Regions from separate parts of the Podarcis muralis genome. Here region 1 is linked to region 2. A link is a contact called in public Hi-C data. All regions are on one chromosome and are shown on one strand. The core of a region is the stretch at or near the end of the contact, and the rest is flanking DNA. Distances in the headings are between cores, read along the strand shown.

What was found. A called contact is a pair of places that touch in the nucleus more often than the background predicts.
Region 1: a Hi-C map of tail shows a contact between it and region 2, with 5 times the contacts expected there. The contact joins the promoter of AP2M1 here to the promoter of CAPN10 in region 2. A contact is called at or near these places in 2 of 3 Hi-C or Micro-C datasets (blood and tail).

The regions. Positions count from the first base shown.
Region 1 is chr6:5,942,596-5,945,631 of rPodMur119.hap1.1, forward strand. AP2M1 (adaptor related protein complex 2 subunit mu 1) reads left to right here and starts at 1,285. Exons shown (of 11, transcript XM_028731756.2): 1 at 1,285-1,439.
Region 2 is chr6:5,748,243-5,751,443 of rPodMur119.hap1.1, forward strand. CAPN10 (calpain 10) reads right to left here and starts at 1,683. Exons shown (of 14, transcript XM_077929641.1): 1 at 1,665-1,683.

The sequences.
Region 1 (3,036 bases), core at 35-2,534, 190 kb after region 2:
TGCCGATCAGAAGGTCAGTGGTTCGAATCCCCGTGACGGGGTGAGCTCCCGTTGCTCGGTCCCTGCTCCTGCCAACCTAGCAGTTTCAAAGCACATCAAAGTGCAAGTAGATAAATAGGTACCGCTCCAGCGGAAAGGTAAACAGCGTTTCCGTGCGCTGCTCTGGTTCGCCAGAAGCGGCTTAGTCATGCTGGCCACATGACCCAGAAGCTGTACGCTGGCTCCCTCGGCCAATAAAGCGAGATGAGCGCCGCAACCCCAGAGTCGGTCATGACTGGACCTAATGGTCAGGGGTCCCTTTATCTTTATAACAGGTGTAAAGAAGAGGGAATCTCAGCAAGTATAGCTTGTCATATAAGCTACTAGTAGTGCAGATAGGTAATCTAAGACTAGAGCCTGGGACTTCCCCTCCCCCTTCCCTTTAAGCATCCATGTGTATTACTTTACTACTGAACCACACAATTAACACTTTCCTTCTCCCACCTGCGGCCAATTACCTAATAGGACAAAACCAATTTGTCATTCCTTTTTTTAAAAAAATACTATAAAGAAGACAAATCATAACACCATCATTACAGGAAATAAAATGTGAGTTTTGCTTCTGCCAGCTTGATGCACAGGTCATTTCAAATGAGCAGTTTTGTTTTTAGAAATATATAATACATTTTAAAAAGTTAATTATAAAAATTACTGGAAGGAACATCCATGAAAAGGGTCAGCCAGCCTCTCCCGTTAAATGTTTTGTATGGTTCAAAGGTGGGTTGCAAATTTTTCTTTTACTGTTTTGTAAACGGCTTTGAGGGTTGGTTTTTATTTGCAGTCAAGCGGTGAATAAATTGTGCAGATGCCTGATGATCATCTTCCAAAGCAACTACTCTATTCCGAACTTAAAAATGGAAAGCGTAATGCTGGTGGTCAACAAAAGAGGTTTAAAGACTGTCTCAAGGCAAATCTAAAAAAAATGTAGTATAAACACTGACAACTGGGAATAAATAAAAATAATAGAAAAGAAAGTACCCCGTCCCCCGTCCCCCCCGCCCAGTATGCAACGGCGGCAGCCTCATCCTCCCGTAAGCAGTTTCTGTAATCGAACGGATGGATATAAACTACACTTCCCATCGTGCCCTGCACGCCACCTCCACCTCGAATGGAATCCGCGAGCTTGCGCGTTGCATTCTGGGTTCAGCAGCAGCAGCAACCGGCCCCGCCCCTCCTCCCCGGCACCCGCTCGTCCTTAACCAGCATCCCGAACTCGCCCTCTCTAAGGAGGGCGGCGGCGCATGCGTCCTGGGGCCCGGGCGCGACCCGCGCGTGCGCAGTGGCGGCGGCTCTGCAGTGATAGGGGAGGGGGGAGCGGCCGCCATCTTGCCAGTCGGTGCCGGAGGGGGCGCAGCTGGAAGGACCGGCAACGGCAGCCGCCTCAGCGACGGCGCCACTAGGTGAGTCCGACCGGGTGGTGGTCGCCGCCTTCTTCTCCTTGCGGCCCATTTGACGGCTCTTTCGTCGTTAGGGTGGTTGTCATTGTGGCTCCTTCTCCTCTTCTGAAAGGGGGCCTCGCCGAGGCGGGCTGGGCTCGTCCTCCTCCTGAGGGGCTTCTTCTTCGCCCTTGAGGGCCGCTGTTCCTAAGCCTCTTCCAGCCTTCGAGGGATGTGGTCGGACACCCTTTCCCGGGAAGCTTTATGGCGTTTAATTGCGTTTTTCTATATGTTGGGGGCCTCCCAGAGTGGCTGGGGCAAACCAGTCAGATGGGCGGGGTACAAATAATTTTATTATTATTTATTCTTAATTAATTCATGTGGCCTGCTGTGGCGACAGCCGTGAAGCGGGCCGAGGCGCCGGAAGCGGCTTTCTGAGGGAGAGAATCGCCCTTCAGCAAACGGGGCGTGCGAATAACGGGCTGCCTTCTCCCTGCTCTGGCGTGAAGCTTCCCATGGCCGCTTCGGCTTTTCAGAGCAAAAACACCACCGCACGTCCTCGGTAAGGATGTGTCTCCTCCGGGTGCTCGTGGCTGTTCTGGGTGGGATCGGGACGAGCCCGTTGCTCGTGAGGAGCCTCCCATTAGGCTTGGCACTCGCGGAGCCCAGGAATTGCCCCATGCCGAGGCCACCCAGCTCAGTGTTGGCGGCACTGGCTGGCAGCGGCTCTCCGGGGTTTTTGCTGGCCCTCCCTAGAGATGCGGTCAGGGATCCTGATCTGGGACTTCCTGCTTCGCGAGGCAGGCTGTCTACCAGTTAGCTTTGGCCCAGAGGCGGGGTGAGAAGGGAGGGATTCTGTACAGAGAGACAGTGTGGTGTAGTGGTTAGTGTTGGGCCTGGGAGACCAGAGTTCAAATACCCACTCGTTGGGTGAACCTGGGCTATTTACTGCTTCTCAGCCTAATCTACTTTACAGGGCTGTCTTGGGGATTAAATGAGAAGATCCATGTGTGATGCCTTGAGGTCCTTGGAGAAAAAGGTGTGCTATAGATGCAAGAAATGATTAAATTTAAATAAATCTATCCTGCAGGGTGTGTGAGGCCCGTTGTTTTTGAACTTGGGTCAGGGGAAAGGCAGCAGGTCCGTCCTCATCACTCTCTTCATCCCTTATTTATAATGCTTCTGAAATTACTCAACTGGCATGCAGCGAATCCTCAGCGTGAGGTAGAAAGGCCTTGCGTGGTTCCCCCATGAGTAAGTCCCTTTGCCTTTTGTCCTTTACCTTTTGAGCGCATTAAGTCAGAAATTGTATTTTGAGGGCAGTGCTGGCTGTCCCAGTGTTTGAGGCTCTATGCAGCTTAATGCAGAATTGGAAAGCTACAAATGTTTGCCCCCCCCCCCCAAACTTGGGGTCCTGTTGATGTAATAGCTCAGGAGTGTTGGGCTTCAAATTTGGCTAGCATTTGTGGGATCGGGGCCAAGTTAGTGTGACTCAATATTTGAGGGGGGGTGCTGTCGGCATGATCAAGCAAAGATGGTACTACTGGTATTCTTTATGGGGCAGGAGACTTTTGGCTTCTTGGTAGCTCTAGCATATTTCTTGCTAATGTGAGATCTCTTG
Region 2 (3,201 bases), core at 433-2,932:
CGCTTTAAATGTACGGTGTGTGGATGCGACCGCAGGCATCCTTGGACACAACTGACCCCCCCCCAAAAGCGACATCAGAAGCGCAGCAGAGCATCTTCACCTTCAGCAACCCCAGACTCACCACAACCAACATGGATGTTGCATCGCCAACACCATGTTCTTTCATGCCATCAAAAGCCAGCGACACCTCATGTCCCTTGTCCCCCACAAACGCACGCGGGGCCACACCGGTGGACATGTCAGCCTACCCCCCTCAGGGCTGGATTGAGACCTTTAGAGGCCCTAAGCGCTTTAGATTTTGATGCCTCCGTATATGTCTAATTCAGCCGACACGACCAAGAAACATGTGAGCTTCAGTGGACTGAGTGGCGCTTTGCCAGTTGCCAGATTCTAATTTTGTTGTATTTCCAAGATTAATGTATAACATTAATATCTATTATTATTATTATTATTATTATTATTATTATTATTATTATTATTGTTATTATTATTATCATCATGTATGTATATGGATGGGCGGGGTATAAAAAATAAAATTATTATTATTATTCTTTTTATTACGCAATTTTTTTCATTTATGTAGGAGGCTTTAAATTGCTGTGGTGGCCCCCTTCTCTTGACGCTTATTTTGATTCATGGTTGATCCAGCCCCGATCCCCATCTTTCTCACCGCAGATCCAAGCTATTTCTTTATTTCTATCCTACCTTTCCTCCAGGGATCCCATGGCAGTCTCCTTGATTCTCCCCTTCCCCATTTCACCCTCACAACAACCCTGTGAGGCAAGGTTAGGTTGGGAGCCAGTGACAGGTCACCCGGTGTGCTTCATGGCTTCCCAGGGCCCGGTGGTGCAACACCCCAAGCCAGCACAATGCATGCCATCCCCCCCAGCCCCATCTTCTAAATCTGTGCTTTCAGCTGCTGTGCAACAGGCTGAACTTTAATCAGGAAAAAAAGAGAGAGGAAGGCAGCAACCCACTTCAGGGCATGATGATAATTTCCACAACAACTAAAAAGCCCAGGCGCCTTGTTCTGTGTTGCATTGCATCGCCATTCCAAGCAGAAACCCCCCACCCTGGACTACACCGAAGGCCTGTCCATCCCAGTCTTTCAGGATCTGCCCAGCAAGCCGGGCCTCCCCTGTTTTGCGCGCCCAGCACCTGTGAGTCACAGGTACAGTGCCTCGGAACATGGAGGCTCGCTCGGTGCCCTGCCCGATCGCGGCCGTTTGCGCACCCCCTTTTAACGCTATTCAAGCAAATGGCCACCTCCATTTCTGGATGGCAGCGAATGCCAGGTTCCCCGCCTGGAATCAAGGCAAAGCCATGCCTGGGGCAGCCCTACCTTGGCCACACACCAGCTTCCGCTTCCTCCCCTTGCCCTAGCAAACAAAGCCCCTCTTGCTCTCTTCCCATGGCAAAGCAACTCTGCATGCAGGCAGGCATGGTCGTGCAAGCAAGCAAGCAGCCCCCTTCGCCCCTTGCACAGCGCGCTCTGCATCCATCATCCCCGGTCCCACCTTTCAGCCAGATCGCAGCGGAGATCTCCTCTCTCCAGCCAACCCAAAGGAAGGTCCGAAGCACACGATGCAGCCACGACCAATGGCAAAACCCCCTTGTTCCCGGTGCAAAAAACACACACACACACACAAACCCCCGTGCACTACCTTTGTAGCCTAGAAAACTACTATTCCCATCATGCATCTGCGACGACGAGCTGCAAGGCTCCCAGCATGCCTTGCTAGCCGGAGAAACTACACGTCCCAGCATGCCCTTGGGGTATTTCCTCCCTCTCGCCTGTGCAAAACTGTCCCGGGGTTGTTGTTTTTTTCTCCTTTCAGATCTTTGAGCGTAGGCAAGCTGTGCATTTTCTAAAAACAGTAACTCAAGCTCTGGCACAGAGTGCCAAATAAGAGGAATGGTTAGTAGCGCACGGAAATGGAACCTCCCGGTTATTAACCCGCATCTGTTCCGGCGCGTAACAAAATCTGGGTGCCTTGAATTCAAAAACTGGGCTCCCTCGTCTTCTGCAATGTTTGCTGTCCTTGCAGTGCAGACCACAGCTTGTTAGGTTTTTTTTAAAAAAATAAAAATCTGCTGGCAAGATAAATCTTAACATTCCAGTTGTTTATTTGCACCCGCCTCGCCTCTCACTTAATTGCATGACTAAAGGTAAAGGTACCCCTGCCCATTCGGGCCAGTCTTGACAGACTCTAGGGTTGTGCGCCCATCTCACTCAAGAGGCCGGGGGCCAGCGCTGTCCGGAGACACTTCCGGGTCACGTGGCCAGCGTGACATCGCTGCTCTGGCGAGCCAGAGCCGCACACGGAAACGCCGTTTACCTTCCCGCTAGAAAGCGGTCCCTATTTATCTACTTGCACCCAGGGGTGCTTTCGAACTGCTAGGTTGGCAGGCGCTGGGACCGAGCAACGGGAGCGCACCCCGCCACGGGGATTCGAACCTCCGACCTTTCGATCGGCAAGTCCTAGGCGCTGAGGCTTTAACCCACAGCGCCACCCGCGTCCCAATTGCATGACTAGATGGACAGTATTCTGGTGTCACAGCGCCATGGGTCTGTTTAACATAATGATACCGGCAGTTTTGTTCTCATTTCCTTTCCTAATAATCCTGCACATGGAATTTGCCTTTTTCGCAGTTGCCACACACTGACCCCAGGATCTCTTTCTGATTGTTCGCCGCCAGTTCAGATCCTATTAGCATATACGTGAAGTTAATGCTGGCTGGGACTGATAAGAGGTGCAGCCCAAAACCTGTTAGGTGAAAGCTACCTTAAAACACCAACCAATTTATTTACTGTCCCCCCAACAAATATCCTGGCTATACCCATGGTCCATGCATACATTCCACCAGTGATCCTGCTCTGCATTGTTATGGTAAAAGGTAAAGGTACCCCTGCCCGTAAGGGCCAGTCGTGTCCGACTCTGGGGTTGCGTGCTCATCTCGCTTAAGAGGCCGGGAGCCAGCGCTGTCCGAAGACACTTCTGGGTCAGCGTGACGAAGCTGCTCTGGCGAACCAGCACCAGCGCAGCGCACGGAAACGCCGTTACCTTCCCGCTATAAAGCGGTACCTATTTATCTACTTGCACTTAAGGGTGCTTTCAAACTGCTAGGTGGGCAGGAGCTGGGACCGAACGACGGGAGCTCACCCCGCCGCGGGGATTCGAACCGCTGACCATGCGATCA